6 separate regions of the Mus musculus genome follow, and regions 2, 3, 4, 5 and 6 are each linked to region 1. The links are chromatin contacts, called in public HiChIP or PLAC-seq and promoter capture Hi-C maps. All regions are on one chromosome and are shown on one strand. The core of a region is the stretch at or near the end of the contact, and the rest is flanking DNA. Distances in the headings are between cores, read along the strand shown. Region 1 holds the start of Mtres1 (mitochondrial transcription rescue factor 1). Region 2 overlaps Sobp (sine oculis binding protein). Region 3 overlaps Crybg1 (crystallin beta-gamma domain containing 1). Region 4 overlaps Crybg1 (crystallin beta-gamma domain containing 1). Region 5 overlaps Rtn4ip1 (reticulon 4 interacting protein 1). Region 6 holds the start of Qrsl1 (glutaminyl-tRNA synthase (glutamine-hydrolyzing)-like 1).

The links. Promoter capture Hi-C pulls out the DNA fragments that hold promoters and counts their contacts. HiChIP or PLAC-seq counts read pairs in DNA pulled down with a chosen protein or histone mark.
Region 2: a contact with region 1 is called in an H3K4me3 HiChIP or PLAC-seq map of forebrain, with 5 times the contacts expected there. The contact joins the enhancer-like site here to the promoter of Mtres1 in region 1. A contact is called at or near these places in 2 of 39 promoter capture datasets (frontonasal cranial neural crest and hippocampal neurons), 2 of 484 Hi-C or Micro-C datasets (the N1E-115 cell line and embryonic stem cells) and 3 of 115 datasets of contacts at active chromatin or transcription factors (astrocytes, embryonic basal ganglia and forebrain).
Region 3: a FOXA1 HiChIP or PLAC-seq map of pancreatic cancer cells shows a contact between it and region 1. The contact joins the enhancer-like site here to the promoter of Mtres1 in region 1. A contact is called at or near these places in 4 of 39 promoter capture datasets (the C10 cell line, cranial neural crest, embryonic stem cells and 1 more), 2 of 15 datasets of contacts at CTCF or cohesin (large pre-B cells and pro-B cells), 3 of 484 Hi-C or Micro-C datasets (B cells, bone marrow-derived macrophages and regulatory T cells), 11 of 115 datasets of contacts at active chromatin or transcription factors (acute myeloid leukemia, bone marrow-derived macrophages, embryonic forebrain and 6 more) and 3 of 9 other capture datasets (adipose tissue, liver and macrophages).
Region 4: a contact with region 1 is called in an HNF4G HiChIP or PLAC-seq map of pancreatic cancer cells. The contact joins the enhancer-like site here to the promoter of Mtres1 in region 1. A contact is called at or near these places in 5 of 39 promoter capture datasets (the 3T3-L1 cell line, the C10 cell line, the HPC-7 cell line and 2 more), 1 of 484 Hi-C or Micro-C datasets (bone marrow-derived macrophages), 10 of 115 datasets of contacts at active chromatin or transcription factors (the 230-238 cell line, bone marrow-derived macrophages, embryonic basal ganglia and 5 more) and 2 of 9 other capture datasets (liver and macrophages).
Region 5: a FOXA1 HiChIP or PLAC-seq map of pancreatic cancer cells shows a contact between it and region 1. The contact joins the enhancer-like site here to the promoter of Mtres1 in region 1. A contact is called at or near these places in 10 of 39 promoter capture datasets (3T3-L1-derived adipocytes, the C10 cell line, the HPC-7 cell line and 6 more), 1 of 15 datasets of contacts at CTCF or cohesin (large pre-B cells), 1 of 484 Hi-C or Micro-C datasets (bone marrow-derived macrophages), 16 of 115 datasets of contacts at active chromatin or transcription factors (the NIH/3T3 cell line, acute myeloid leukemia, bone marrow-derived macrophages and 11 more) and 4 of 9 other capture datasets (adipose tissue, embryonic stem cells, liver and 1 more).
Region 6: a promoter capture Hi-C map of liver shows a contact between it and region 1, with 5 times the contacts expected there. The contact joins the promoter of Qrsl1 here to the promoter of Mtres1 in region 1. A contact is called at or near these places in 14 of 39 promoter capture datasets (the 3T3-L1 cell line, 3T3-L1-derived adipocytes, cranial neural crest and 10 more), 1 of 15 datasets of contacts at CTCF or cohesin (the NIH/3T3 cell line), 7 of 484 Hi-C or Micro-C datasets (CD4 T cells, Sertoli cells, bone marrow-derived macrophages and 4 more), 15 of 115 datasets of contacts at active chromatin or transcription factors (the NIH/3T3 cell line, the SCID.adh cell line, bone marrow-derived macrophages and 11 more) and 3 of 9 other capture datasets (adipose tissue, liver and pancreatic islet).

What each region holds. Positions count from the first base shown.
Region 1 is chr10:43,538,971-43,544,177 of GRCm38.p6, forward strand. It overlaps Mtres1 (mitochondrial transcription rescue factor 1), which reads right to left and starts at 2,048. Exons shown (of 4, transcript NM_026411.2): 1 at 1,970-2,048.
Region 2 is chr10:43,040,838-43,046,044 of GRCm38.p6, forward strand. The region is part of intron 5 of Sobp (sine oculis binding protein); the gene reads right to left. The region is part of intron 1 of Gm47815 (a long non-coding RNA gene); the gene reads left to right. Among named protein-coding and RNA genes, the nearest start is that of Gm47815, 8.5 kb to the left of the region's middle. Within about 2 kb of position 2,759, at least 71 of the 459 cell types and tissues checked have an H3K27ac peak or open chromatin away from gene starts, as enhancers often do. A contact at or near this core is called in forebrain, where this site is marked.
Region 3 is chr10:43,996,433-44,001,639 of GRCm38.p6, forward strand. It overlaps Crybg1 (crystallin beta-gamma domain containing 1), which reads right to left. Exons shown (of 22, transcript NM_001368305.1): 4 at 620-2,915. Among named protein-coding and RNA genes, the nearest start is that of Gm40636, 31 kb to the left of the region's middle. Within about 2 kb of position 2,214, at least 80 of the 459 cell types and tissues checked have an H3K27ac peak or open chromatin away from gene starts, as enhancers often do. A contact at or near this core is called in bone marrow-derived macrophages, macrophages, memory CD8 T cells and 2 more, where this site is marked.
Region 4 is chr10:43,970,545-43,975,751 of GRCm38.p6, forward strand. Crybg1 (crystallin beta-gamma domain containing 1) reads right to left here. Exons shown (of 22, transcript NM_001368305.1): 11 at 4,483-4,640; 12 at 3,350-3,476; 13 at 3,114-3,259. It overlaps Gm40636 (a long non-coding RNA gene), which reads left to right. Exons shown (of 5, transcript XR_871622.3): 2 at 2,584-2,692; 3 at 3,907-4,022. Among named protein-coding and RNA genes, the nearest start is that of Gm40636, 4.9 kb to the left of the region's middle. Within about 2 kb of position 2,862, at least 22 of the 459 cell types and tissues checked have an H3K27ac peak or open chromatin away from gene starts, as enhancers often do. A contact at or near this core is called in pancreatic cancer cells and stem cell-derived neural progenitor cells, where this site is marked.
Region 5 is chr10:43,941,302-43,946,508 of GRCm38.p6, forward strand. Rtn4ip1 (reticulon 4 interacting protein 1) reads left to right here. Exons shown (of 9, transcript NM_130892.5): 9 at 5,120-5,207. Among named protein-coding and RNA genes, the nearest start is that of Gm40636, 24 kb to the right of the region's middle. Within about 2 kb of position 2,655, at least 51 of the 459 cell types and tissues checked have an H3K27ac peak or open chromatin away from gene starts, as enhancers often do. A contact at or near this core is called in 3T3-L1-derived adipocytes, the HPC-7 cell line and pancreatic cancer cells, where this site is marked.
Region 6 is chr10:43,898,474-43,903,680 of GRCm38.p6, forward strand. Qrsl1 (glutaminyl-tRNA synthase (glutamine-hydrolyzing)-like 1) reads right to left here and starts at 3,263. Exons shown (of 11, transcript NM_001081054.2): 1 at 3,141-3,263. The coding sequence starts at 3,164. It overlaps Rtn4ip1 (reticulon 4 interacting protein 1), which reads left to right and starts at 3,334. Exons shown (of 9, transcript NM_130892.5): 1 at 3,334-4,063. The coding sequence starts at 3,790.

The sequences.
Region 1 (5,207 bases), core at 798-3,297:
GATCAATGGCTGCTTAGGCCAGAGTGTGGCCGAGGCCAGCCTGGTTAACTCAATGAGAGCCTGTTTCACAGAATTAAGAAAGGTGCTACTGTAAACCCGGTCCAAAAGTCCATGGCTGGGAAGATCCTGGGGAACCTGTTGTTGGTTTGCTACACAAATATGGTGTCAAAGTGCCTTCTACATATACACCCAGAAGTTAGCTTTAAAAAGCTTCTCTTTGCAGTGGGCATCAGTTAAAGTATAAACTGATTAAAGTACGGGGACTTACGTGCTCAGCCCTAAATGAGACAGCTACACCACACCCTCACACACAAAACCCAAACTAAACAAAACCTGAACAGTGACAACCGTGTCTGTCTTACTTGGTCAGCTTCAGCCCCTGCCGCACTGACACTAGTCTTCATGGTCCTTACACACAAGCAGCTATCCTTAAAGAGTGTTTTCCATGGCTACAACTGATTTAGAGCTGGGGTGATTATAAAGGATAGAGATTTTTTTTTACTCATGCCTCTAGAGTCTGGGAAATTCAAGTCAACTGCCTCTAACCCTCTTCTCCCCTTAAACAAACTCCCCTTCCCTTCTGCCCTTTAGAAGCTGCCATTTGGTGAAAGGACTTCTTGCTGCATCACAAGGTGGAAGATAAGGATGGTGTAAGCATGCCAGAGAGAGCTTGTTTTCATAACAAAGCCACGTACTCCCTTAATACCCACTAATACCGACTGTCCATTCTTCAGAAAGAACCTTCATGGCCCTGCTCTTCCTAAAGGTACTGCACCAAATTCCTAACACATGAAACTAGGGGGACACATTCTGGACAAACTAGGGACCTTTGTTCCAGACAGGCCTAGAACACTCTCACTTAGGTATCTGCAAGGAAACTCACCTTCAAGTCTAGACTCAAACACATCCCCTCAGCGGGGCCTACCCATTCCATTCCAACTATTCCAACGCAACTCCACCTTGCCAATCGGTCCCCTTTACCACACTTACCCCACCCCCAGAGCTAATCACAGGCTGCTGTGTAATTTACCAGATGCTGTCTGCATGTGCATACACTCCACAAGACTAGACTTCTTCTTCATCCCTGTTTTATTTATCTCACGTGCACAGAAATAGTGCCTGGTAATTAAAAACTTGCAGAAGCTAGGAACGCTGTTGCAAGCCTATAATTCAAGCATCTGGGAAAGAGGCAGGAGCTCACGTGTTCAAGGACATCGTTCACTATAAAAGTAAGAAGCCAGTCACAACGAGGCCGCCTTAAAAAAGTCTTATAGACCTAAGTCTGGAGGTCACCCAGACGGCACGAGAGATACAGAGAGTTTTAGTAGGAAAGTAACCCGGCAGGAGTCCATATGAAAAAATCTCCTTGACGGCAGTTTGCATTAGAGATGACTAGGAAAGAAAGCCCGTAAGGTTCGTTTCGGGTGAGATTTCTATAAAGCTATAGACTCTATAACGAAGGCTAAGACTGGCAGAAGAGCAGTGTTTAGGATACACAGGCAAAGCTGTCCTTGACCTGCACTACGCTGGGAGTGGATCCACGTTCCTTAGCGTGTCACCGCTCTGTAAGACCCGGGCCTGGCCTCCAGTTGGTTGGGTCTACAGCTACGAAACCCTTCCCTTCTGCGGACGTCGGAAGCGGACTTCTACACAAGATCGAGTTCCCCTGGAGCCCTCCCATCCCGAACCTTCCCCAGGTCCCCCAAGGTCAAAGGAAACTGGACACTCCCACGCCGCCCAGCCCCGAGTCAGTGTGTCTGCAGCTTGCTGCACCCAAGTCCGGGGACGCACAGCCTGGGCCAGCTTAATTCCCACGGTCCCGGGGTTCGAGAGGCGTCCCTAGGCAACCCCAACTCTGCGGAACGGGAAGGGTTCGCAGACACGGCCGGAGCGCCGCAGGGCAGAAGCCAGCCGAGGGCGAAGCGCCCGGCGAGGGGCTGAGCCGGCGGGCCAGTAGGGGCGCACTCACCTGCGCAGTCCGCTGGTCCCTCCCCGGACCGCGCCGACCGCAGGCGGGAGCCACCTCCGCACCTGCCCCGCCTCTTCCGCCCCAGCCTACGCAGAGAGTGGACCCCTAGGCGCATCTGAGCACGGTGGTGGCCTCACAGCGTCCCCTGCTGGACGCGGCGCCTTGGAGGACCACGCTGTTGAGGTCGGGGTGTGGGGAAGTGAGGTGGGGGGGGGGGGGGGGGGGAGAGGGGACGTGGGAGGCCCATCCCAGGCCCGCTGAGCTTGGCAGCCAGTTCCAGAAGAATTTGGTTTGGAAGCAAAAGTTCTTTCTCTCGAATAGCCAAAGCCCTGAACTTCTTAGTGAGTTATAGATGTTGTCTCCAGAAAACTGTCTTAACATCACAGAATATAAGAGTTTACTTCTAACCCGTCCGTGTGTAGGTGTATCGCTGTAATCCCAACACTGGAGAGACCGAGGTAGGAAGAATGGGGGTTCAAGGTTTTCCTTGGGTACATGACTAGGAAGTTCGAGGCCAGGCTGAGCTACAAAGAAATAAATATAAATGGGAATAAATAAAATACCTCACATTGGGTGTGATCCTATCATTGGGGGAGTGGAGGCAGAAAGATCAAGTAAGTCACTTGACCTGTCTTTGGCTACATAACAAGCTTGAGACCAGCTTGGGTTACATGAAACCCTGTCTCAATATATCAACCCCTGACCCCCCACCCCCCAAAAAAAACTAAGTCACACCGTTTTCGTTCAGTTTTCTTGCCATGCCAGAAGTGATTGGACAGGGGTTAGAGTCTAGGAAAACACGGTTTAGTGGAACCAGTGAAAACAAACCTTGGGAGTCAGATGGAATATAGCCCAGACACTAGAGTACAGTCAGTTTCACAAAAGTTGTTTTTTTGTTTTGTTTTGTTTTGTTTGTTTGTTTTTAAAACGTAAATACTTTTACGTGTATGAGTGTCTTTGCCTGCATGTACCATGTGCCTCTATGCTGAAGGAGGCCAGAAGAGGGCATTGCATCTCCTGGGACTGGAGTTACAGATGGTTGCTAACCACCATGCAGATGCTGGGAATGGAATCTGGCTCATCTGGAAGAGCAGCCAGTGCCCTTCCCTCTGGAGCCCAGGTTTAGATATGTTTGCGTTAACGTTTGTTGGGATATATGCTGTATTAAACGAGAAGTAGCCTTCCTGATTTTCTTCTTTTTCAGACGTTTCCCTTCCAAGTCTGTGAGCTCTGTTCCCCGCCTTTTCATTGATGCTCCTTTCTCCTAAGTTGGCACAATAGTTTCTTGATTGTGTTTGTATAAGAGGAATGCACAACTACAAATTGTTTCAAATGCTGAAATGATACATCTACACGGTTGACATTGTGAGATCAGGAGGGATACACAGTTGCATTTACTTGTAGGTCAACACCTGCCATCATGTTTGACCTAGGGAACTCAGGTCTTTTAGTCTTGGCAGCGAAAGCCTTTATCCTTTGAGCCAGTTCACCACCCCTTGGGAAAAAATTTTTTAAAAAAATTAAAAAGATTGCAGGGTATGGTAGCCCATGTCTTTAGTTTTAGCATTTGTGAGGCAGAGGCAGGCAGATCTCTGTGGGTTTGAGACCAGCCAGGTCTAAAAAGCAAGTCTAGAACAGCTAGGGCTCCTTTCACAGAGAAACACTGTCTCAAAAAACAAAACAAAACAAAACAAAACAAAAAAACCAAACAACCAAACCAACCAAACAAAAAATGTTATTTCTGTGGGTGTCTGTGGGTGTGTAGGTCAGAGGACAGCTTGCCGGAGTCTGTCTACTATGTGGGGCCCAGGGATCAAAATTGCATTGCCAGGTCTGGTAGCAAGTGCGTTTACCCACTGAGCCATCTCACAGGGTGAAATCTTTTTAAGATGACATACAGAGGACCAGGAGAGATGGCTCAGTGGTTAAGAGCACTGGTTGCTCTTCCAGAGGATGTGGATTTGATTCCCAGCACACATATGGTGGCTTATACTATCTGTAGCTCCAGTTCCAGAGACCAATCCCTCTTTTGACATGTGAGAGCATCAGGCACACACACACACACAAGCAAAATTAATATTTGAATACACATTTATTTTCTTTATTAATTCTTCAGGTATTGTAGAAAAAACACTTGTTCATAATAATTAGTAATTCTGTAGAAAAGAAAAAATAGTTAATACAAAGGCCTTTATATGTGTAATTTAAAAAATATTTATTTGGGCAGGAGAGATGGTTCAGCAGTTAAGAGCACTGACTGCTCTTCCAGAGGTCCTGAGTTCAATTCCTAGCAACCACTTGGTGGCTCACAACCACCTGTAATGGGATTAATGCCCTCCTCTGGTTTGTCTGAAGAGAGTGACAGTGTACTCAGATACATAATATAAATAAATAAATCTAAAAAATATTTATTTTATGTCTATTCAAATATTATCTCATATAGCTTGACTGACCTTGAACTTGCTCTGTAGCTAAGGATACGCTTGGACTTCTTGTTTTCCTGCCTCCAGCTCTTGAGTTCTACTGTAGGCCAGTGCAATCACACTTGGCTTTTATTTAAAATATACATTAAAAAGAAAAAGCGGGAGGCAGAGGCAGGCGGATTTCTGAGTTTGAGGCCAGCCTGGTCTACAGAGTGAGTTCCAGGACAGCCAGGACTATACAGAGAAATCCTGTCTCAAAAAATCCAAAAAAAAAAAAAAAAGGCCTGGAGGTGTAGCTCAGTGGTAGAGTACTTGCACAGCGTATGTGTGCTCTGGAGTTACTGTAAAAATAAATAAATAGCAAATAAATTAAAAATAAAGCTGGACATGGTGACTCACTCATGCCTATAATTCTAGATCACTTGGGAGGTGAGGCAGTTGAGCCTCTGGGAGTTTGGGGCTAGCTTAGGCTACAGAGTGAGCCAGCCTGGACTACAAAAACCCTGTCTCTAAAAGCAAAACAGGATCAGACAGTGTGGTTCAGTTGGTAGAGTGCCTAGCATGTACAAGACTCTGATTTGAACCCCAGTCCTACATGAGCTAGATATTGCCGAGAGCTGCAAGCCTAAAGGCTGGGAGTGTGTGCTCTGTTGGAGGAGACTGGAAACATGGAAAGAGGAGGAGGCAGGTTGGGTGGCCTGCAGGGGAGCAGTCATCTATGAGGAGGAAGCTGCGGTTGGCAGGTACAGAATAAATGTCAGCATCCAGGTTGTAAAAGCTGCAGCTGATTGTTTCTGCCCACACCGGCTTTAGCT
Region 2 (5,207 bases), core at 1,509-4,008, 500 kb before region 1:
TCAACCTGTGGGTTACAACCTCTTTGGGGGTTTGAATGACCTTCTCACAGGGCTGTCTAAGTCCATTGGAAAACACAGATGTTTACATTACAGTTCATAACAATAACAAAAATATAGTCATAAAGTAGTAACAAAAATAATTTTATGGTTGGGGGTCACAACACTTTAATACAGGATCTGTATTAAAGGGTCGCAGCATTAGGAAGGTTGAGAACCACTGACTTAAAAGAAGCTAATTCATCTTAGACATTTAAAAGCATCAGTCATCTATTTTAGCCATATGTTCAAAACTTCTAGAAAATATGTTTTTTAATCCCCAGGACCTCTACAGTTCTGAGGAATTAGTCCTGGCTCTCTAGATAAGAGTCCTGTGGGAGTCAGAGCTTGGGTCCGGCAAGCCTGGTCAAAACAATCAGATTAGGACTTTTTTTTGTTTTGTTTTTGTTTTGAGGCAGGGACTCACTATGTAGCCCTGGCTAGCCGCGAACTCACTATGTAAGGTAGACCAGGCTGGCCTCAAACTCACTGAGATCCACCTGCCTCCCTCCTAGGATTATGTATTCTCTAATCAGTATCTTTATGCTATCACCATGGGATATTTTGAGGCACCACTCTTGAAATAAAGTCTAAATAAGACCTCGAAGTTAGGTCTCTCCTATTCTGAGAGGCTTTTTCCCCCTGCAGATTCTCTGAGAACCTCCTAGAAATTGCAACGGTTGCTTCCAGTAACCACATTGTATACAAGTGGCCCTAACCCTGACCCTAGCTGGGACAGAGGAGCCACAGCAGCATAGAGTACAGCTCTGGGCCAAGGCCCTCCATGACAGAGTATGCCCCAGTCCCCTAGAGAGCATGTTACACTGCAGAATGCTGCTCTCTGCCTGCAGTGTGTGATTAACCCCTGCTTGGAATAGCCAAAAGGTGGAAACAACCCAAGTGTCCATCAGTAGCTAACAGGGAAGATGTGGTATGTCCATTCAGTGAATATTATTCAGTCATAAAAAGGGCCAGAATGCTCGTTTGTGCCATAATATAGTTGAATGTTGAAAATATACCAGTGTGAACTAAGTACAGAGGAGTACACATGATCTCACTTGTATGAAATATCTTGAAGACTCAGGCAACTTCCTAGAGTAAACAGAAGTTATCAGGGGCTGAAGGCTTGGGGAGAAATGTGGTTTTGCTTACTGATTGTTTAGGGTGATGACAGAATTTTGGCAACAGAGACTGACGATGGTCCCACTATACTGAGATGCCATCAGACTGCATGCTTAAAATGGCAAATACTACGCCACATACATTTAGCATACTTAACCCCAAATCCCCTAGCCCTACCTCCAAGTCTCCTAGCCCTGTCTCCTAAATATGGATGGGCCCACAACGCTGGTGACTCTGGAGCTGACATTTTAATTTCTTGCTCTTTACTCAAAAAAAGAGGGAGGCTAGACAAACCCTCTCTGCGCTCTCTCTCTCTCTCTCTCTCTCTCTCTCTCTCTCCTTCCCTCCCTCCCTCCCTCCCTCCCTCCCTCTCTCTCTCTCTCTCTGTCTCTCCCTCTCTCTCTGTTTTGCTGGCTGTCTGGAAAAGTCCAAGCTTTTGTGCCTGTGGACCAATGTTAACACAGGCTGGAAATTAAAAAAAAAAAAAAAAAAAACCAGCCCTATCTGTCATTTTGCATCTGTGCCAACCAGAGGCTGCTGGCCCGACCCTGTGTGTCTCCCTTTTGTGGCTCGCTCAGTTCTAAGCCACTCTGCTAGATATCAGGAGCACTAGTAACTGACCACTAAACTACCAGAGCAGGACAGAAGCAGATTCCACTCAGAACGGGCAATGGGGGAGTGGAGAGGCTTGTCACTCAGGCCTTGTCCTCAGTGTCCCCAGCCCACTCCAAACCCACATTACCAGTGTTAATTTTTACCAGGACTTGAAGTCATGCTCGATACATAAAGTTTCAAGAGGATGTGTGTGCCAAGCCTCTAGACAGTGGCTTGTGAGACACCTGTGCACAGCCCAGAGGACATAAGGCAGATGTTTCATCCAGGGTCTGCCAAACTGCTCCAGATCTCATGTTTCGGGGATCCTCTTTTTTGATGTAACTTGGGTTCACCTCAAGTTCACTGGCTTTCCCAATGGTATTACTTAACTTCTTCAAATTTAATATATTTTTATTCATGCTTACTTGAGTGTTGTATTTCTATGCGTGCACGCTTAATTGAGCAGAGTGGGCTGAACAAGCTGAGTTTCCTGCAGAGGGAACACGGCACAGCTTTTCCACTCACCACCGCAGCTCAGCATCCTGACCTCAGCGGCTGACGTATAAATATTCATGATGATACAGGTGAACACAGTGCTGGCTGGCTGACCATCTCATGGAGCTGCTGCTCCTTCCCCTGGGCCTAGAGAAGGCCATCATTTTTATTCAGCCAGCAGACAGCACTGTGGTTTTTTTGTTTTTTTTCCTTCCTCCACGACTTGCTGGGCTGTCATGTTTAAATATGAAAATGTTGCTTATAGCCAAATGTTAGTGACAGCAGCCTGTGGCGTCTATCATGGTTTGCACTCTTACTCTTACTAAAAATAGCCTTGCTCTCTGGATTTCTTCAAGCTCCACATCTGCAGGAAGTTTCTGTTGCCATTGCTGGCCTTTTCCTTTCTTCCCTGAAGATTGCTGTTCTTTGGCTCTGCCAGGATCCTCTCCCTCTCCCCTTCCCTGGGAAATGAATGGCCAATAAACATCCCAGGCTCAGATGTTTTAACAAAGGCCTCACGGGTGTTCCCCATTATTCCCCCTGCCTTGCTTCAGAAGTCTTTAGAACAGAGGGAGGTGGGCAGCAGCAGGAGGCAGAGCCGTTTGACCTTCAGAAGTAAAGCCAGAAGGCTGACAGCACAGCCTGGGCAGGCCGAGAAGCAAACAGGGAGGGCAGGCTTCTGGGACCCTCCATGTAGTGATTCCAAGCACACAGCTGCTCCCACCAGCGGTCTGGAATCACAGTCTACCAATGGGAACCTAAGTAATAATGAATTCATTTAAAAGCTTCCAGGGGGACAAATGGTTAATTCCTTTCAAGGCAAGTATTCAAAATTGCTTTTTATTAATTCTCTCTCCAGCCTAGTGTGTGTGTGTTTGTGTGTGTGTGTGTGTGTGTGTGTGTGTGTGTGTGTGTGTGTACATGCACATGCATGTATGGGGGTGGGGGGAACACTATGGCGGAACCAGTCAGAAGATGGTGTTTGGAACAAGATTTGGGCCTTTAGCAGAGTGAGTTCCAGGACAGCCAGGGCTACACAGAAAAACCCTGTCTCGAAAAATAAAATAAAATAAAATAAATAAATAAACATGTGGGCCTTTAGATATTCTCAGCCCTCTGTAACATTGTCAGAAAGCACTCAGTGAGCCCTTCTGCCCTCCACTTCAGGTCTCTGACTCAGCTACTCAGTGGCAGGTGAGAGACCCTGGGATGTTACATTGTAACCCTATGAAATCTGCTAAAGCCTTCTGAGAAGCCATGCACAAGCTCACAGATTTAAGACTGCATTTTTTTAGTCCTGCCTCCCCTCCACACACTCCCTGATATCTCTGGGGGCCAGTTCCCTCCCAAGTATCCTCCACTGCAGGATCCAGCAAAGATTCCTCTTACAGAAGACACTCCAGAGGGGGTTCCAGAAAAGAACAAGAGTCCAGCTCTGCAGACCCGTGTGGACTGTCCCAGTCAGAGAGCCCCGGGATAGCTCCACTCCTCTGCCGTGAGGAGTGACCATCTTGCCCCTAATACCTGACAGCTGGACAAGAGTCTGATGGAGTAGCTTTGCTCAAGTGTTATCATTGGTTCCCATGGAGCTCAAAAGCTTTGTGACTGTAACAGCCATCTCCATTTGGGAGAGGGGATGTGACTGAAAAGAGGTGACTATGAATATGGTGAGCCGTTTGGATCCCAGCTTGGCTTTATGGTAACTGGACATTTTGTACTTAGAGTGAGGCTTGGGGTTCCATGCAGAACTAAGATGGGGCTGGAAATGAGTTAAAAGTGCAACATGACAGCTGAGACCCATCATGTGTCAGCTATGGCTTGTAGGAGCGTCTCCCAAATGTCCATCATTCAGGGAAATTGCCAGGGTGCTGCTACTGGGAGATGGTGAAACCTTAGGAGCTAGGACCCTATGAGAGACTCTGAGGTCACTGGGAAGCCTTTAAAGGGGACAGTGTGACCCTGTCTCTCCCTCTTCTAGTCCTTTCTGGTTCCTGGAGAAATGTGAACCATTATTGCTCCAGCATAGCCCAGAGCATGGAGCCATTTGACTGTGGACTAGAACCTCCTACACTTTAAGGCAAAACAAACCCTCTTTCTCTTTAAAGCGACTATGTCAGGTGTTTGGTTCTAGTAATGGAAAGCTGATATAGTAACTCTTCAAGGTCTTGACCCACTGCCCAGTCGTCCTTAATGCTTCTGATCTGGTTTAGTCCTTCCCTGCGGCCAGTGATGATGTGAGGTCATGCTCAGCTTCCTCTAGCTATAGGTCTCCTGAGAACCTCTGTTTCCTTCCTTCCTTCCGAGGACACCTATGCCAAGACCATCAGACTTCCCTGATTTATAAGGGCTGGCAATATAAAAGGTAACCTTGTTTAACAGCTAGTACAGACCTTAATGGAGGGAGTTTTGAAGATGGACTATGGTACACAAAGTAGCAAAGATGGCTACTTTAAGATAAGAGTATTGGAATGCCAATTTGCAGTTCTTATCAATCATGTGTTTGGGGGAATTCATAATGCACATATGAACATATCAGTACAGTTGTACATGTTTAAGCTTATAAATAAAAACATATGAGGGTATGCTTGATTTTTAACTTGAGATTATATAATCAAAAACCTACTGAAATTGCAGTTCTGTGAGAGACACATCGGACCTTACTAGAGAATCTTAGGAAACATAATCAAGAAAAATGTCCACTATTAGAGTGAGTCACTGAGCACCACATAGTGTTTACAAGGCTTTAGATTCCAGAGAAAGCACAAAATCAAAAGACAGCTATTACATTTACAGTCCTATATCCCAGCAGAAGACTGAAGAGTCGTGGCTCAAATGTAAAACGTCCCTCACAGGTTACCCAGCTGATGGTTTTGGAAGCTTATGGAATCTTGAGGAGATGGGACCTTCCTAGAGAAAATGGAGCCAACCCTGGGGTCTGGCCTTGACATTCACAGCCTGAT
Region 3 (5,207 bases), core at 964-3,463, 460 kb after region 1:
GAGAGCGAGTGAAACCTCAGAGCAAAGAGGAAGGAGAAGGGGGATCCTTGGGCTGGGCGGGGCCTTTGCAAGTAGAGGAAGCTGTTTCACACATCTTGAAAATTCTAAATATAGCACTGAGTGTTTTTACAGAGAATACAAAGAATACGAGTCTCCTAGGTTTTCTGATCGCTCAAAGCATCTTTCCTATACTTTCCATAGTACAACACTGACATTCACAAATGCCTTGAAACATAACTTATTCTCCCGGCTTGGCCACAAATGTCTTGGGGGAGGAAGTGTTGGTGTCTTTGTTTCTTGGACTCCAAGAGTTCCTTGCACATAGATTTAAAAGTGCACAGAGGTAGGGGTAGAGGGGTGAGGCAGTGGTGGTGCACACCTTTAATCATAGCACAGAGGCAGGTGGATCTCTGTGAATTCAAGGCCAGCCAGGTCTACACAACTAAATCCAGGACAGCCAGAGCTACACAAAGAAACCCTGTCTCAAAACAAAACAAAAGGTACATGGTAAACAAATAGAAACTTATTGCACATGTACAACCCCTGTAAAAATACAACCTGAGCCCCTCACTGCCTCTAGGTTTAGAAACATCCCATCTAAATAAGAATTAGTACTTACCATAGAGTCTGATAAGGACATTCCAGAAAAGGAATGGCCTGGGTCATACCGGCTTGCTTTGAAAAGGCCCAGGAAGTCCGCGTCCACGCTCCCAACATTCGGCAGGTTTGACTTCAGAATACCTTCCACGCCATCGCTGTTCTTCAGTTTGGGTAAGTCTGAAAGGTTGTTTTCTGGCAATTGTAGGTTGCCCTGAGAATTCACATCTTCCTTGCTTCCCTCTTTTTGTGGGTACTTTTCCATGTGGCTGGAACCCAGACGAGATGTATTTGATGAATTGAAATTGAAGACCTTTAAGGAGTTGTGGGGTGCAAGGTGTGGCTGTTCTTTGTCTGAGCCACAGGGCAGGCCACCCTCCTTCCTGGGCTGTACCACTGATGACTGAGATACGGAGCTGTTCTGAGAAGTGCTAAAAGATGTGCTCATTGTGTTGACTGACGTCACGGAGGGAGAAAAGACTTTGTCTTGTGGCAGAGAAGAAAGCATGCTTGAGAAAAGCGTGCTGTTTTCTAGCCGTGACCTCTTAACGCCGCCGCTGTTGATGTCCCTGTTCTCCTTGTCACTTGCTTCTGAAGTGGTCTGTGGCTCGCTCTTCCCATTACTGTTAGTGTGCAAGGACTTGAAGACGATGCTCTGCTCGGTGGATGCACGCTTGGCTCTCAGTTTGGATATGGGGTCGTGGTTCTGCAACAAGTGCAAAGCTGGTGACACCTCTGCCAGGCTTTCCTTCTTCTTCCCTAAACCAATGGTGAACACGTTGGGATCAAACACCTTTTCCAAACTGTCCTCGTGAATGGGAGGCATAGCGAAGTGAGGGGCTGGAGAGTTTGGGACCCGGGCCTTCTTCTTTTTCTGGGGCACACATACTGCACTGTCCATCTTTTTAATAATTTCAGTGAATTTTTCCATATCAGAAGAAGAATCCAAGACACTATTGTCACTACCAGCAGAAATGTTCAAAAGCCTGGTAGGGGTAAGTGGGCTGGTCGCATCTTGACCTGGCCTTTGGGGGCCTTCTGCATGACTTCTGCTGCTGGGAGAGTGGGTGAGGATGAACTCCGCTGTCTGGGGCATCCCACTGCTGCTCTGGATGGGCGGAGCCTTCTCAGGTCCTGACTGTGTGATGTGTGGTCGAGACTGTGCCACATGTCCTTCTCTGTGATGGATGTCCTTGGGTGATGTGTCTGGTGCATCCTCGTGCTGCGGAACACAAGTGGTGACAGACACCACTTCAGGCTCATTACTGTGACAGCTTGGCAGCTGTGCCTCTCTAACTTCAGAGCTCTCTGAGATGACCTGAGAGCTCACATCCTGAGGATTCTCCACGGGAAGCACAAAGGACCGGACCTGGACGAGGACTTTGGAGGGACAGTCTTTCCCCATAGTTTCTGGGCTGTGCTCTGGAGTGGAAGGGGGACTGGCTTCTCCCACTCCAGGTTTGGAGATGGGAGTTTTCTCAGTGTGAGGAGAGACTGGCGAAACACACCCATTGTGGTTTTCTGACACTTCTAGAGCAGTGCAGGGAACACTGCATATGGGAACTTGAACACAGCCATCTTGGGGAGCGTCCACAGAAATGGGTGCAGAAGGCGGGAGAGATGACTCCCTAGCTGACTCAGCCGCTGAAGCTGGCTGTGAGTCAGAAAATGCATCCTGTGGCTTTGGGGGAGCCTCTCTGGCATCACAAATGGCAGCGATGTCCTGTGCAACATCACTTGTGTTGTTAAGGACGGGGCCTTTGCTGTCAGCAGCCTCTGGCTGGCCCTCTCCTGAGAGCTCAGAGTCCTTCACAGGAACCAGAGCAGTGGGCCCTGGGTGGGAAGGATAGGCAGTGTCTGTTTGTACATCCAGCTTATCACTTTGCTCAGGCTCAGGGCGGAGGACCTGATCCTTGGTGGACTCTCCTTCCCCTCCTCTGGTGGCTGGACGAATCTCTTCTCTGGGGACAGGGACTGCTGTGCCTTTCCCTTCTGCAGATGGCTCTTTGACCACCAGGCCATTCTGGTGGCTGGTTGACACAGCTTTCTTTTCGGGTTGCTCCATTTCTTTGGCCTTTTTGGCTAAGTTCAGCTTCGCCCTCCCAACAAATGTCTTACTAGAGGGAGGATTGTTCCTTGTGTTACGGACGTCGGGGTGGCGGGGGCTACTGTTAGCCCGCTTGTTTTCAAATAAGGAGATTTTGTTGGCTGTGTTCCCCTTATGAACTGGCTGGCTAAATGAGTTGTGCTCATTTCCCAAACTGTCAGGATTCTTCGGAGTTTTCAGATTTAGTTCCACATGTTTGGGTCTGGCGGGGCTGCAAGGACAAAGCAACAGGGCAGTTAGCAGCCTGGTGTTAAGTCGACATACAAACCAGCTGCCAAAGAGACCACAAAGTCCGCATCCCCTGGTGTGTATCTGCTTTCCCATGAAACTTCCTAAACAATCCTACAAACACTAGCACATATTTTTAATATAAAGTATCTTACCTACATATGACAGATGAGACTATAAATCTAAGAAACTATTAATTTACCAAGTATTCATATTCATTCACAGTGAGTGGCACTGAACTGGCAGACATTACAAGGTATAAGGAACAAATTTAAATACTTAATGCCTTCCCATATTTTAAATGCGCAGTATGTATTTATGCATGCATGCATGCATGTGTGAAGTCAGAGGACAACCATGGGTGTCAAGGTTCGACTTTGCTGAGACAGTCTCTCGATGTTCAGCACTGCACACCCAAGTTGTCAGGTCTGGGAGCTGCCAAGCTTTTCTTGGCTCCATCTTCCATCTCACTACGGGAATGCTGGGATTAGAGACACTCATTCCCATGACCACCTTTTCTATGGGTCTCAGGTCCTCACACTGTATCCACTGAGCTGTCCCTCTGAACATGGAAAGTGTTTTTAAATCTTTCCTAAACCTGCTGCTCATCAGCATTCTGCCTTATTCCCAGTGGTTTCATATGCATAAATATTTTACTAGAATGAAAATGGCAGTGTTCATAGGGCTTGCTTGGCTGCTTGCCTTTTGCTAAGACAAAAGGATGAGTTAACATTATAACTTCCAGGGTCCTAAGACTGACTTCCTTGGAATTTTACACAAACATTAGTAGAAGCAAATTTTTTAACCATACGGCTATACCATAATTTGTTAACTGACTTTGTTAATGTGTCTAGGGCAGAGTCTCCCAGCTCATTCACATTTCTTAGGTCTAATTACTTATTACTGGGAATAATGTCTTTAGTGTACACAATGTGTTCTTTCACAATAGCAGAATGTGTTGTGTTGGCATTTGCCTGCCTTGGCCTCAGTCCTGGCTCTCACACTAATATCTGTGTGAATTTAGCCAAGGCATTTCACATATCTGGCCCATTGCTCTCTTTTGTATCTGTAACTTAAAAGGTAATACAAAACAAAACCCCTACATAATTTAGAACAGAATTAGTTTTTATTTCACACAAAACTTATGGTTAAGGGAATTTTGGAAGTCCCCTTAAGGGGTTACACTGAGGGCTAACAGAGGCTACAGGACCAGAAGGCTCCCCATGGCTGCTTTCAGACAGAGCCACTCCCACTTTTTTGTTTTATGAACCATTTTATATAAACATTCCTCAGGGCAGGCAGAGGAGCTTGTCAGTTTGTAGCCAAATGAAAACCACCGTTTGCCAAGCACTTGGGAAGTTATTTAATTTGGTTTACCCAATGTACAACTTGCCTGTTCTTTTCTAAAGAGAGAAAGCTGAGACCTAGAGAAGGTAGGTGACTCCTCTGAGGTCACCTAGCTGGTGACAAGGCCTGGGTTTGAAGCAGGAGCTCATGTCTCAGAAGCCACATTACAGTATGTGGTCAGACTAGACGGGCCTGGAGCCCCGCAGCCGCTTTCCTTATCAATGGTGTGTGTGTGTGTGTGTGTTGAACGTGGAGGGGATGGGGGATGGGAGATGGGGGTGTTCAGTGAGATATCAGGTCCATCAGAAACACAGTGTTTGCAAATGCTGTGTTAATTAATTATTGCTGTGTTAATTAATTAATGAGCAAAGGTGACAATCTGAGGAATCTTAAAAAAAGAAAGAGCGGACCAGTCAGCACAGGAAGAGAGCATCACCGAAGTAGACATCAAAGTACATCTTGGGATGTGCAAGGAGAATGTCCAGGTGAGCCCCCGGCTCCCCATGGGAAGCACATCTGCTCATTAAAGATTTACACCAGATCAAAATACCTTTTACAACCCAACTCTCTACCATTAACTTGTGTTACCAAGAGTCACTGCAATTAACCCAGTTGGGGCTGATTAAAAGGCAGGCTCCTCTAATGCATGTTGTAATGCCTTCATTATGAGGTGAGAGGGAGTGAAAAAAGCCACAGCTACACTGTAAAAGGAAGTGCCTCCCTGCCTTAAACACATCCCTCTTCGAATCTCAGTGTTTGGGAGAGAACGTGCAGAAATCAGTCTTTGAACAGGATTAAGTCATTGTTTTTTAGGTGATACAATCTTATTTTAATTTTTCTTTCCCAAACCAGGCTCAGATCTCAATCCTGTCATTTGGGAGAGAAAAGCCTTGAGTTTCAGGCCAGCCTTGGCTAAACAGTGAGTTAG
Region 4 (5,207 bases), core at 1,612-4,111, 430 kb after region 1:
GGGAGACACAGGACAGGACTTTCAAAAGCTTTGTTCTGTCTGAGCATGGAGGCATACATTGGTAACACCCCATAAATATCCCACCCCCGATTTCCATACTCACCCCACCACTGCACTTGGGAGGGCTTTGAAGCAAAAGGACTGAGCTCAAGGCCAGCATGGGCTGTATAACAAGACTACATCTCAAATAATAAAAGCAAAACAAAAAGTTTCTTCTGACTTTGAATTTTGTGATAAGAAATAAAGGATCCGAATCTAGCTGGGCACGACAGTGGCATAGCACACTTGGAATCCCAGCACTCAGGAGGCAGAGGCAGGCTGATCTCTGTGAGTTTTAGGCCAGCCAGGGTCACATAGTGAGACCCTACCTTAAAATAGACAGACAGACAGAGAGACAAACAGACAAATGCCACCAAACAAAACAAAAATGAGGTTGCTTATTTACCAGTAAAAATTAAAGCCATTAAAATAAGACCATTTTTCTTTGATACTATTAAAAAACGACTGGGTTAGTCATCCTCCCTTACGTTTCACAAGGCCTAGCGCAGTACTGTCCAGCCCAGTCTTGTCTGCACACAGACTAGAACCCCCACCCCTGCTGTGCATCCCAGTGCATTCACCACCTCACAGCCTCCGTCCTGTGATCTGCTGAAGACATAACAGACCTCATTGGAGCTCTTCTACAGCCAACACATTCAGGAAGAATGTGTGTGTGTGTGTGTGTATGTGTGGGGTGTGTGTGTATGGTACATGTGCTATGTATGTGTGGGGTGTGTGTGTATGGTACATGTGCTGTGTATGTGTGGGGTGTATGTGTATGGTACATGTGCTGTGTATGTGTGGGGTGTATGTGTATGGTACATGTGCTGTGTATGTGTGGAGTGTGTGTGTGTGTGTGGTTCATGTGCTGTGTATATGTGGCATATGTGTAGTGTTTGTGTGTGTGTGGTATGCATGTGTGTATGTATGGTGTGTGTGTGTGGTGTATGAGTGTGTGCATGTGTGTGTTGTATGTGTATATGTGTGTGGTGTATGTGGTTTATGCATGTGTATGTGGTATGTATGTGTGGTGTGTATGTGTGTGGTGTATGTATGTTTGTGTGTGTTGTGTGTATATATGTGTGTTGTATGTGTTATGTGTGTGGTGTATGTGGTATGTATGTGTGGTGTGTATGTGTGTGTTGTGTGTGTATGTGTGTGTTGTATGTGTATATGTATGTGGTGTATGTGGTTTATGCATGTGTATGTGGTATGTATGTGTGGTGTGTATGTGTGTGGTATATGTATGTTTGTGTGTATTGTATGTGTATGTGGTGTGTGTGTGTGTGTGTGTGTGTGTATGTGGTGTGTGTATATGTGTGTGTATGTACAACTGTGCCTCCCTTCTACTTCCTCTAATACCAAACCTCAGTTGCTACAAGGAAAAAAAAGACTCTGCCAAGAAATACAACTAAAAATGACTAAAAATCGAAAGATATAAAAGCCCAACATCCTATTGAAGGAAACTGATATGAAGCAAGCAGTGCGGGTAAGAAGGAAGGAAAACAGGCTCCGAGAATTATGTGCTGTGCTAACTCAGCCTACATCAACATCTACCCAGCATCCTCCAGCTTCCTCTGCTAGGTAGATGACTGAAGAGCAAGGATACCTGGTGACTGTTTCTCCAAGACTGAATGGCTCACTACAACTTTTTCAGACAATAATAAGCATGATCTGAAATTACTGCAAAGCCAGCACATTGTTTCCGGTGGCCTCTGCCCTATGTTCAGACAACTCCTGGTTCTGGTAGACGGCCAGCTGTGATCATACCATGTGAACATACCATGTTAGGGCTAATGATGTAATTAATACAGCCTAGTGACAAGTGACAACCTACGCAATGATGTAGTGACTAACAACACAAGTGTGTTCACTGTAGACATGTCAGACTCGCCAGGGTCTTGGGGGAGGCCTCGAGAAATGCATTAGGGCTGAGGCCAGCCAGATTCAGTAGGCTAACACCAACTGCTTTCAATAGAACCAACATCTGCTTTCTTCCTGTCCTTTTAATAACATTACCACTTAGAAGAAATCAGCAGGGTCACGTGCTGGATCATGAGAACAGTTCCCTATGGCAGAGATCTGGTGTCCGTTCTGATTCCTGGGGAGCCATACACTTCAATCATACCCACTGGGGAACTGACCCTAGGATGGCCACACCATAGCAGCACAGTCACCTCTCTACTTAAGGCATGTACTAATGACCCACGCCACGGAAGCAAAGTCAGACCTGGAACCTGAGCATGCAGTGAGTCGGGAGAACGAGAGTCAGCCACGGCTGTGGGCCACGGGTAAAGAGGTCCACCTCTGGGAGAGCCCTGGGAACAAGCCCAGCAAACCATTTTTGCTTGATTGGCCTTGTCACTGTTACTGCTTCCAGACAGGACCCGACTATGTCACCCAGGCTGGCCTTGAACTCAGTCTTTCTGTTTCCACCTCTTCAGTGCTGAGAGCACAGGTCTATGCTACTGTGCCTGGCCAGAAACAAAATCTTCTCTAGGCCTTTTTATTGTGCAGCCAATAAGTTCTGTTTCTATCTCTTAGGCTGGTATGCCTGATCAGTCACTTCCGCCTCAGAGTCACATCTCGGTAAAGACTTGGCATTGGTGAAAACACGGAGTGGAGTGCCATACTCTCAGCACGGAAGGCTGGGGTAAGCAGATGCCAAGGTCAGGTAAGCTGACCACTCCAGGTAGTCTAAACAGTGGTTTTTATGTCAACATACTAGTGAGGGAGCACTGGCAGCCATAGCACTACAGGAGAGCCTACTGGGACTTTCTCCCAACCTCAAAGTCAATGCCAGCTTACTAACAATCCATCCATTCAGACAAAGGGCCACAGGGCTGCATATTTCCACCATGACACCAAGAGCCTGCTCCAATGGGGGGAAAAGGTTACATCAGAATATTTTTAGGCCAGCCATGAAAGTGTCACAGCTGTAAATACAAAGGGGCTGAATTAATGTTTACCCGTGAGATATTTACTGAGGGCTGACTCTGCATCACAGACTACTAATTTAACAGAAACCCGAGTGAAACCCAAGCTTCACCTCCTGGTGGGATTGCTTCACTTACACGCCACTCAGTACATTGATTGACTGTGTCTTCACTCCGTAGCCGGTCTCCTTCAAATTGGCAACAATTCCCAACACATCAATACTGGAACCTTTGGAGCCAAAGTTCTTCTCACTGTACATTATCATGTGCGCATTTGAAAAATCCTATTAAGAATGAGAGATTCAAGTGTAAAGGGTAGCCGCTCATCATCCCGAAAGGACCTCACGTTGGCTGTTAGCTTCTCCTTAACTTACACTTAATATAGGCCGCAGAGACTGGAGCTCTCCATTGTAGCCTCCCCAGGCGTTCCAGTCCCTGTATTCTCCCTCCTCCAGCAAATACTGGTGGCCAGTGAAGCCACACTTCTCATAAGCAACCCAGCTACGAGAGAAAGAGCAAGCGGCCAGTCAGACATTCGCAATGCTTCCCATGTGCCCCATGTACTGACAAACACAAATATAATATTTGGTGTGAATTTGTGAAATTCTCCAAGTTTAGAAAGGACAGCATACAAATTTATGTGCTTTTGTTAGAATTGTTTAATGTTTAAGAGAATTTGTTCAGAGAGAAACCTCAGAAAAAAAACCTAAGAAACATGTTAGAGTTCTGTAAAGGAGTGTAGTTGTATGTATCTGTGAGTATGTGTGTGTGTGTGTGTGTGTGTGTGTGCGCGCGCGCGCGTGCGAGCGCGCAAGCTTTTGAGTGTGGTGTATATGTATGTGTGTGCATTTGGATGTGTGGTTGTGTATGTAATTAAAATGAAGGGCTAGAGAGATGGCTCAGCAGTTAAGAGCACTTGTTTCTCTTGCAGAGGATCTCAGTAACCCACATAACAGCTAAAACTGTGACTCCAGTTCCAGAGGCTCTGACGCCATCTTTTAGACTCCTCAGACACTGCACAGATGTGGTGCACAGACATACATGCAGGTGAGACACTCATACACATAAAATAAAGATAAATAGTTAGAAATCTACACTTTTGCCTACTTACAAGACTGTTTCAGTATATGCTTTTACTAGAAATGTGCAAGATCTATAAAGTTCAAAAAGATCATGAAAATTAGAAAGAAAATTAATAAATGATTCATTAGATTGGAACATGACACTTTAAAAATCAATCTGTACAGCTCTGTATGAGCTCCACACCAGACCCCCCTATAGTGTCCCTTCAGCCACTGGCACAAGTCCAGCTCAGCAGACCCTGCTGGGGATGACGTCATACAGACCCAGCATGTATGACAACAGCCTGGGGTTCAGTCTCCATGACTCCCTACTCTCCACAAAATATCACCAGACTATAATCAGGAATGTGTCTTTGGGGAAAAGAGGGCACATTTCTTATTTCATCAGGGAACAAGAGAAATCTTACCATTACCCTTGTACTTACACGCCTCTTAGGACTTTCATAGACCCCACGGATGTAAAGGGCAAGTTGTTGTTTCCAGTTGTTTCTTCTGTCTCACCTCCTTCCATGATAAAACTACTCATTTCTGTTTCTAGCTCCATACACCTTCCTTCAAAGGAAGGCTTTTCATAAATAACTACCTGCAATAGAAGGGAGATATGCCAATAATTTGGAGAAGTTAAATAGCTAAAAAAAAAAATAGCTAAACATTGACCCTGTCATTCAATAGCACTTACTTGGGCTAGGGGTGTGGTTCTTGTCCAGCATGTGTGAGACCCTGGCTTCCAGCCCCCACAAGACATAGCCAGAAAAACAAAACAAACAAAAAACCCCAAGCTGGACATAGTGGTATAGCCTACAATCCCAGGACTCAAGAGGATGAGGAAGAAAGATTCCAAGTCCACGGCAGCCATGGGCTACATAATAAAGGCTGCTTTGGCTCAGCAAAAACAGGACCAACAAGATGGCTCAGCAGGTAAAGGCTGAGTACAATTCTCCAGACTCACATGTGCCTATATGCCAACACACACACAAATGTAAACAACAACAACAACAATAAATAGCACTAAATCCTGGAATACAAATTAAAATTTTCTAATCATATATAAAAATCAACTACATGATAACACTTACTAGTTAAAAATTAAAAAGTTAAAAAGCATTAGGTTTTGGAACACTCCAAAGGCAATGTTTAAAAGATATTAAAG
Region 5 (5,207 bases), core at 1,405-3,904, 400 kb after region 1:
AGAGGGACTCTGTCTTGGGGAAGATGTATCCATCGCACCTTTAACCTAAGCACAGCTGCAGAGCCCTTGGCCACTCACTGCCACAGACTTAGGGAACAGGGTGTGAGGGCTCTAGGTGGGGCCAGTGTTCTGCCTGACCCAGTGCACAGGAATCCCGGGATATTGGTTGCTCTTGAAGAGGGAAACTAGACGGCTAGAGACAAGTGTGGAAGGAGGAGGCTTTACTTCCTTATCATTTTTGTTATAGAATTTTAAATTACCTGCTAGCCTTGAGCTCATAGGCTCAAGCGATTCTGTCACTTCAGCCCGCAGAGGAGCTGAGATAACAGGATTGAACCACCTACTTCCCACTGACTGACTTAGTGACTGATTAATTGAGACAAGGTCTCACTGTGTAGCCCTCGAACCCTCTATATAGGTGAAGCTAGTGTCAGATTCACAGAGATTAAAAACCTGTGCCACTCCCAGCCCCTTTTAGCCTTTTGTGTATCCTTATCTGCATACTTACATTCCCCATACAAGTTTTTTGTTGGTTTTGTTTTGAGACAGGGTCCTGGTTGTCCTGGAACTCACTCACTATGTAGATCTGGCTGTCCTGGAACTCACAGAGTTCCAGCTTTCTGAGTGCTAGGATTAAAGGCATGCACTACTATGCCTGCCTATGAAAAGTTTAAACCCCTTTAATGTCATGTCCTTAATGCTCATGGGTCTCTTCAGAATTCTAGTTGACCATTCAAGCTTGACTGAGCAGTGGCATAATCTTCCCCGAGTTCTATTTCATGCTTGCTGTGAGCCGTCACCTCCCGTCAGCACTATCCACAGAGCTTTCTATAGTGGTGGAAAAGCCTGGTCAGTAGCAGCCACTGAAGCACTTACAACCATGGAGGATTAGGGTTGTGGCTAGTGCAACTGGGAGACTGTGGCTAGTGCAACTGGGAGACTGGCCTTTTCAGTGTGGTCACTTGATTGATTTAACTAGTCACATGTGTCTAGACATGTAGCTTTGAAAGAGAATGCAGAGAGTTCTGAGATAGGTGATTTCCCATGTATGGCCAAGCTACCTTAATAGTAGACCATGATCCAAGCCTCAAGCTTCATACTGTGGCTGGATCCTGCTCCATTGGATCCTGACAACCACTCGAAAAGCTTACCAGATACCCCAGCATCTCATCCTGTAGGCTCGATGCTTCTGGGCTCTTTTTATTTTCTTGTTTATTTTTGCCTTGGTTTTTGCTTTTTGTGTTTGTTTTTTTAAACAAGGTTCCAGGTCTCAGTACGTAGCCCAGGCTGCCCTTGAATTAATATGCTCTCACACCTAGCCCCTGGCTTTGGGGTCACATATGTGACCATCATGCTGGCTTTGCTGATTTTTATTACCAAGCTCTTGGAACTGTTTCTTCCACTTGCCTGGCTGGAAGGGACTGCTTTCTGGACGCTCTCCTGGTGGGTACGTCTGTTCTCTTGGAGCACAGCTTCACCCACCATCCTGCTCCTTTAATGTTCCTTTCTGAGCACAGGAAGTGCCTGAGAAACAGCAAGCTGGAACAAAACTCCCCTCTTCCTGTTGTCTTATTATCCCTGGAGATTGAGAACCACCTTCCTCCTGACATTGACATTGACAGGCCTGGGAAGTCCTGGGCTAACAGAAACTGGGGGTGGCCATCCCAGCCATGGCCCTGGGACTATGGTCCTGTTGGCATTCCAGGGGTGTGGATTTGGACTCATGCCAGGAGCTCTTGAGTCTTCCTTGCTATCTGCCATCTGTTGGTCTGTCCTCATGTACCTTACCTTCTGAAAATTTCAGTTCTGTGCCTAGGGGATGTGCCTGCAGAGGACGAGGCTGTGGAGTTTGGGAAAAGTGGACAGACTAACTCCCCAAACACCTTCATGTCATCTGGCAGCACAGTCAAGGACCCCAGGTCCTCACTCTGGCTGTAATCCTGAATCCTTTGGCTTTGCATGGACTACTGGAGCACTTGGGTTTCAGCTTCGTGTTGTAAATACTCAAACACTCATCCCCTGTAGCTCTTCCTGCCCCTCAAAGGCTTGCCCAGTGGCTGCTAAGCAGCAATGCTGTGCGTGGTGAGCTCATACCTAGGGAGGGTCCCATCTTAAAAGGATGCCAGGCGGCAAGTGCTAGATCCTGGGTTCTGTTTAAGGGAGGGAAGTGCGCTCAGGAGACCCCACATGTGGCTCCCACACTGAGTAAGGGCTGCTGCTGTTTCCTGGTCACCTGTGAGCCCTGAGTGTCTGAGGTGCCTATGTAGTGGGAAGTGTGGCTTTGCCTGCTTTATAACTGGGCTCCCCTTGCCAAATGCACTATAGCTGTGTCATCACATAATGTCCCACTTCACTGTGAGTAACCTTTCTGTCCCCTCTCTGGAGTTAACTCTGATCCCTTTGTCTTTAACAGACAGGCATTCTAGGTCCAGTGTGTGGCTGTGCGTGGACACCGTCTCACATTATGCAGCTAATCTCCCCATACTGTCACAGATCCAACCACTGGGGGCATTTGCTTGACTGTAGTTTGAAAGCCTTTTTTCCCCATTGTCATTTACGGGAATTGATAAATGACTCATTATGCCGTGGTCAGCCCTTTCCTGCTCTTTGTCACAAAGGGCCTGCCCAGTCAGATTAAAGTGCACAGACACCACAAGTTGCCCAGTCAACAGGTCAGCTTCTGTGGCTTTGGCAGAGGGCACTGAAGTGAGGCTGGCTTGATGGCTCAGGCAATGGATTCTGGAGTGGAGGCTGTTTGTGAGCCTGCTCTAATCTAGTGATTTACAGGCAGGAGGCTTTGTGAGCTTTGAAGAAGGCAGGGCTATGTGGATGGTAGTGTCTCGTGTATACGAATAAAGCAAAAAAAGGTCATATATTCCCTCAGAAGTGTGTACATACCTTTCTGGAACGTACTCAGTCTGATTGCACTGTACCAAGAGGCTCTGGGGAATGTCTTCCGTATGCTTGCAGGCCATCCATTTATGAACTAAATGGCATTGGGTAACGTGTCCCTGGAGCTCTCAGGGGAGTGAAGGGTTTAGAGTTCATGTGGAACACAACACGGCCCAGTGCCTTCCTTTCTCTTATGAGAGGAGGCAGCTCAGCCCTTAGCATGTTTCTGCAGTGCTGTGCAACGGTCTGGGGTCCTGCTCAGTGCTGGCAGTCATCAGTTAGTAGTACTCTCTATAAGCAGTCTCTCACTTCATCTGTCATCTTGGGGGGCTGAATGCAGCTTTAGAGACCAGCTCTTCAGCTGACGTGTGGAAGGAAGGTTAGGGTTCAGTTGTGATAACTCACTGTAATCCCTGGCCACCTTTCTGCTCCTTCCTGGGTGGAGGTGAAAATCATCAGATGGTAGTGACAGGCAGTGACAGGCCTGTGCAGTAGAGAGAGCAGCGGCAGTGACATCAGTTGAGTCCTGCCACTCGGCACAGTAACTCAGCTCTGTGCTGCAGAATGTCAGAAGAAAGGACCATCACCTACCCGAAGGTTTGTAACTTGGGGGCTTCCCTCCCTCCAACAGTGACGGTGCTTCCCACTTGTGCTGTGACTCTGGGCTTGCAGACTCGTGGGTACAGAAGAATCTTCATCTCTGGGGAGCCTGAGCTCTGACAGTCACATCAGAGGAAATTGCACCAGATGCACCTGAATGTCCTAAACCTTCTCATCCTTTGTCAGAGGAAGAGACTCATTCAGGCTCTGAGTCAGGGTGTGCCTCGTGGCAGCTGATCCTTGTCAGTGGAGCTGTGAGAAGCTGTTCAGGGAGGTGGCCAGGGACAGTGACTGTGTCTGCTGGACATTTGGGAGGAGGAATTGAGGTGGATTTCTGCAGAGAGAGGGTGTTGCTGGGACCTGCTCTCAGGAGGCTTCTGTCAGTACTGAGGCACTGTACAGATAGCTGGCAGTACCCAGACCCTCTGAGGTGGCTGGGCTGGCGTTCCTCAGCCTGTACATGGTTAGCATTCTTCTTCTTCTTCTGCTGCTGCTGCTGCTGCTGCTGCTGCTGCTGAGAGGAAGGAATTCCCAAGGCCCAGAGAGCTCACACAGGACTCTTGCTTCCTACCTCACTGCTTTTCCGTTAGTGCCTATGTGTCGGTATTGTACATGTTGGTATTATAGATGTATAAAGATGAGGTCTATGCACAGATGCTTTCTGCTCTGACTAAATGTATATGCAGATGTTTAAGATGAGAAAACAAGCTGTGCTTGTGTGCTCCTTCCTGTACAGCAGGGAACTCGTCAGAGCCTTGTGCTCAGCTGTAGTAAGTACATTTGAGAAGGGCTCGGTCGTTCCTGGAGTAGCACAGAGGGAGAGCTCCTGCAGGTGAAGGCTAGAAAGGGCTGTGAGGCCAGGGGTGCAGGCGTGCAGAAGAGAGGCTAACAGACCATAGCTTACAGAGTTATAAAGTAACAGAGGCCTGGTGGGAAGGCTCAGTGTAATAGCATTTGCCAAGCAAGTCTCATGCCAGCCTTGATATTTAGTTTTATTTTATGTGCACTAGTGTTTTGCCTGCATTCTGTTTGTGTATGGGTGTTAGAGTCCCTGGAACTGTAGTTGCAGACAATTGTGAGCTGCCATGTGGGTGCTGGAAATTGACCCTTTGGAGTAGCAGCCAGTGCTCTTAACTGCTGAGCCATGTCTTCAGCCCCATGTGTAGGCAGGATAGGAGAGAGCCACTTCCTAAAAGTTGTCTTTTGATTTCTACATATACCAGATAGGGCACTGATCTACACCCACACCAGTCACACATACACACCCACACACACACAACCACACACATAACCACACATGACCACACACGCGCAACCACACTTTAGTAAATAAAATAGAATTTTGAACAAGTGGAAACGCCAAGCAGCATGAAGGCCAAGGTTTGAATGTAGTGTTTGGGAATGCCAGGTTTGGGAGATGTGGCTGGGCTCTGAGCAGTAGTGTCAGCATGACAGAGTGGAGAGAGCTGGGGTAAAGTTGAAACTGAGGGTAAGATTGGAGAGGTGAGATGGAATGGGGAAACATCGGGGAAGCTGGAGCCCTTGCCGTTTCGGGGTAGCTGTAGACACTGCCTTGGAAAGCCTCGGCTTTCTTGTCAACCTGTTGGTCTCTCCCTGTGTTTTACAGATCCGGCCAGTTATTGAGCGGACATTCCCTTTCTCTGAAGTCCCAGAAGCCTTCCTGAAGGTGGAGAGAGGCCACGCCCGAGGAAAGA
Region 6 (5,207 bases), core at 2,013-4,512, 360 kb after region 1:
CTCCTGGGACAGAACAGCCATGCCACATCTAAATATAACTTAAAACATTTTCACTAAAAAGCGTTCTCTCCTGGAACTTCCCTGCTAATGGTAGTGGGCTCCTGGTTTTGCTCGGACCTATCTATCCTATCTATCCCGTACTAGAGTCCGTGGGGAAGGAGGGGTGGGCATGCGCTCTCTTGGTCTCCTTGTCTCTTTCCCCTTCTCTCTGAAGGTCATCTGAAACACATCTTCTGGGAGACACTCTCCCCTTTTCCTCCTGTGAGGCTCCAGTCTGCCTGGCACCGCCTTTCACGGCTGGTGGTCTCAGCACCTAGTTCACTGCCACCTTTGTGACTACTGCTGCTGTTGTCATCGTCCTGCTTCAGGTTCACAGCTAGTTGATGGCTCATGCCTGCAATCCTAGCACTGGGAGGTGCAAGCAAGAGTACCTGAAATTTAAGGACAACCTCAACTGGAGAGTAAGTATTGGACCAGCCTGGGCTACAGGAGACCCTGTCTCAAAACAAATCAAATCAAAGCAACCAAAAGCCTCCTCAAGTTGATGCGGAATGCTAGCTGGCTCTCCATTCCCTGACCTTACTTGGTTGTAGCCATTTTCCATAACCTAAACCCTCCCAACTCTTGGTTGCAGCCATTCCACATCTGCTCCTCCTTTCCCTCCTTTGCTCTGCACACAGCCAGCAATGCAGCAAGGACACCAGTGTCAACCTCGAGGAAATGGATTCCCCACTCCTTATAGAGAACAAACTTAGTAAGGCTAGCTTGGGCTACAGAACAAGAGTCTAACTCAAAAAAGAAAAAAAAAGGAACAAATTTGATTTTTCACTAACAGTATATGTGTGATGGCTCTTCCCAGTTGTTAACTTGACTTGACTCTATCTGATATGCCACATACTATGTAAGATTTTATATATATCTCACATACAATGTACGGTAATTGTAATTTTATAAATTAGCATTTATATATATTTAACATATATGTCACCTTTCTTATATATTATATACAAATATATTAGCATATATGCATATATGTTTATATATACATACACACATATTTATATACAGATATGTTAATTTAATGTATATGCACATGTGTATATGTACATATACACATATGTTAACATAATATCTATATATCACTGAAATGGTGCCAGCTGAAAAAGAAAAGACTCTCAAATGGAGACACAAAAGGGAGAGGGAAGCGGTAGGCAGGATAGGTACTCAATACTAAGGTACCAGGATCTACCCAGAGACCCCATTAAGCCATACACTCTAGGCTTTAATCACACAGATCTTTCTAATTGAGTCTAGTGTGGTAACCAGCTGAAGGTTAACTAAGGCCCCAGGTGATTCTGAGTGGGTGAGCAGACTGTTGTAAAGCTTGAAGAGAGTTTGGCCCCAAACAAAGGCAGGCGAGCCATATTGAAGCAAGACTAAGACTTAAGGTGGGACGGTATCTCAAGAGAACAGACTAGAGGGCTTAGTGAGTTGATGGACAGGGAGAGTGAAGGGCAGTGTACAGACCCACGGGTAACGGTGTGCTTCCCGGTTTTGTTCTGGCTTGGGCAATGACACCTCTGCTTTGTTTAGAGTGTTCTGGGCATTTGGAAGAGCCCTCCAGAAGGCCCTCACAGATACGAGCCTGGGCAGGGCTTCTGAAGCTTTTTCTACTCACAATCCTTTTGTGCTAGACAAGCTTTGCAAAGCACAGGTATACTGAGATACAAAGTAGGTATACAAGGCATTAATTGCTAAATCATAAAGGATTTGATTTTAGAACCATTCTATGGAGTCTAGAGTAGTGCCTCAGCAGCTAAGAGCACTGGCTGCTCTTCCACAGGCCCTGAGTTCAAATCCCAGCACCCATAAGGCAGCTCTCAACCACTTAAGACTGTAGTGACATGGGATCTGATACACTCTTCTGGTGTGCAGACATACATGCAGTCAAAAGACCCATATACAATAGATAAATAAATAAATAAATATAGATATTTACAAAATTATTTGGTGTACATAATTCTACTATTAAAGATGAAAGTAAACCTGCATACCAATAAATGCATAGACTTGCTTATTTTTAAATAAAGAATTAAATCCTGGCTGTAGGTTTCCTCAACGTTTTTCATTTTTTTTCAGTTTACCAATATTTTGATTTGATATATCAGTGCTGAGAACACCACTTTGCATAAATATGTTGTACAAAATTGTAGGAGCATGTTTAGCGCCATATTGGGAAAAAGCTGAATAATCTCACATCAAAACTTATTTAGTGATTTTTGAATGAGACTCAAGTCAATAACTCAGCCATTTTTAGAATCAAGCACCTTAAAGCAACAAATCCCAAAGATGCACGCATTTCACACTTAGGGTATGACAAGCTGAAAAACGATTTAGTAAAATATTAAAAGGTTTTGCTTTCTGAAATTAAATAATTATGTTTCTACAAGTTTAGAAAAGTTGCTCATATGTTAAATCTTAATAAACAATACTCTCGATTCTGAGTTGAGATGTTTCCGGCAGCATTTGCTGGGCAGTGCACACATACCCTGCTGCAGAGAGTCGTGAGGAAGCACCGCTGGGTGCGGTCAGAAACACCTTGAACTCACAACTCACAGTTTGATTTTTGAATTAACTTTGCCCACTGTCTCAGGAACACTCCTCCTTCCCTTTCAAAACTGCTGTCACATTTTCTCCTACATTTGTGGTTGCGACCTACAGCTTAAGTAGATGTTCAAACACGATGTGGTAGAAATCCTAGTTTTTTTTTGTTTTTTTTTTTAAGCCACCAATTTTTTTGTTTGTTTCAAATGTGCATGCTACAAAACCGCCCCGTCCCTAAGCGAGCACAGCAGCGACGGGACTGAGATGGCTTGTCTGAGAAACCTCTCCCTAATCGCGCGGGTTGACTGTCGTTCCACTCCACGGCTCAGGGGTTCAAACTTTTTGACGTTCTGACTCTAGGGGATTGACTCAGCGTGTACGGTAAGAGCTTAGGTTCGAATCCCACTTCCCACTCAGGAATGTAGGCGGTCGGGGGGGGGGGGCGTGCCGTGCGGCGTGACCCGGGGCGACCTTGAACTTCCGAGTCCTCCAGTGTCTCAGCCCTCCCTGGTCCCCTCCTGGCCATGTCCACTCACTTCTCGGAGAGTCCGGCCCAGCATAGCCCTCGGAGTCAGCCGGTAGCACCGGGTCCCGGAACAGAGGAAGGAGTCAATCTCTGCCACCGGCGTTACATGGGCGCAGACATCTTGGCTCCTCTTTAACAACGAGCGCCTGGATTGGTCGAGTTCCGGGCGGCGGAAATGATCTCTGCACACGATTGGCTCGCGCGCCGGCGACCGGAGGCGCGCGGACAGGCAAGGAGACCGCGGCCGGGGTCGTGTCAGGAATCCGCCTGACCTAGGAATTGCTAGCCTTGTTTGCTTGTCCCTCTGAGGACTCCCTGCTTGCTTGCTTTTTTTTCCTTAAGGGGAAGGAGAGCGTAAGGAAGGAATGGCCAGTGTACTGACTGGACGCCAACTGGGACATTTCTGACGTGGGGAGCACAGTAGCAATTCTATTTTAATTCCGTCGCGGCTTTAGGTTGAGTTTGCTTCTGAAAGCTCCCCCTCGCTTAATTGACCTGTGGGTTTGGCAGATTTTGGCTGAATTGAAATGTGTTAGTTTGACCTGCTTCAGGTCCTTTCTCTCCACCGTCGCACCCCCCACCCCCGCTCCTCCTTTCTTTTTTCTTTTTCTTTTTTTCTTTTCTTTTTTTCGAGGAAACGTTCTCCATCCCTGCTCAGGATGGGCGTTTTGAAGACCTGTGTACTTAGAAGAAGTGCTTGTGCCGCCGCCTGCTTCTGGAGAAGGACAGTTATCCCAAAGCCACCATTTAGAGGCATTAGTACTACGTCTGCGAGGAGCACTGTCATGCCCGCTTGGGTGATAGATAAATATGGAAAGAATGAAGTCCTTCGATTCACCCAGAACATGATGTTACCTATCATACACTATCCAAATGAAGTCATTATCAAAGTCCACGCTGCCAGTGTAAATCCTATAGATGTTAATATGAGAAGTAAGTTGTCCGGGTTTGTTTGGTTTTAAATCAAAATTCACTGGGCACACAGGTGTTTTGTTGTTTTTCTTTTGAAACAAGGGGTCGTTGTCTAGCCCAGGCTGGCCTCCAATTCATTGTATACCACTGACTAGTCTCCACTCTGCCGCCCTCCTGCTCTGCCTCTCCAGGCCTGGGATTTAGCAGGTGTAGACCACACCTAGTTAATAGACTACATTTAGGTTGGCGTGAGGGAGTCATTTAGGTTTCTTATTACATGTATTTATTTTGTGTTTGGGTGTGTGGAACAGGGCCCAAGTGGAGGTCAAAGGACATCTTGTGGGAGTGAGTTTCTTCCTTCTACCAGGTAGGCTCCGGGCATTAAACTGACCACCAGGCTTGGTAGCAAGCACCACTATAGGCAGAGCCATCTGGTTTCTGATACTATCCCTGCAAATATTTACGACGTTTTGTTGTCACAACTGCTAAGGTATACTTTAATCTTTTATTAAATGTGTTTGTTTCCTTTCACATATGAGTTGGGACCGAGAAGTGATATCTACAGTTAATTTGCTCTGTGGTAATTTTAGGGTCCAGCACAGGCTCCAGAGTTTGGCTATGTTTCCCCATCAGTTCAGAGTCTGGGTCTATGTAATTCCTGTATCCTTCTTGCTGTCCCACGGTTCACAGCTTCTGTTATAGGCCCAGTGTACCAAGCAACAGAGCAGAACTCCTGATAGGGGCACAGCATCCTCGTCATTTCTCATATCCCCATTCCCCACTCCCCACCTCCAGCTTAAATGTGTTTTCTTGTTATACACCCGCTGAAGCTGGGATAATGTTATCCTAATTTCTCTTGCTGGGTCATATTGAACAGCTTGGGGAGAGCATTCCTTAAATGTATTCTTATATTCTATACTGTGGTTCTATTATAGTGGTGAACAAATTGATTTGTATTTATAAATTACTTTAATTCTGGAAAAAACTGGCAAAAATATTGTCAGTCTCGCTTATGGGAACTCACGTGTGTCTTCTGAAGATGAATATGTTCTGAGATGACCAATTCACAGGAAGTTAACTACCTAGTGGTTAAGGAAGCTGCCATGTTTAACCCTGGGTCAGTGTTCTGAAGGGCTTGTGTGGGGGCCTACAGTGGCCTTCAGTG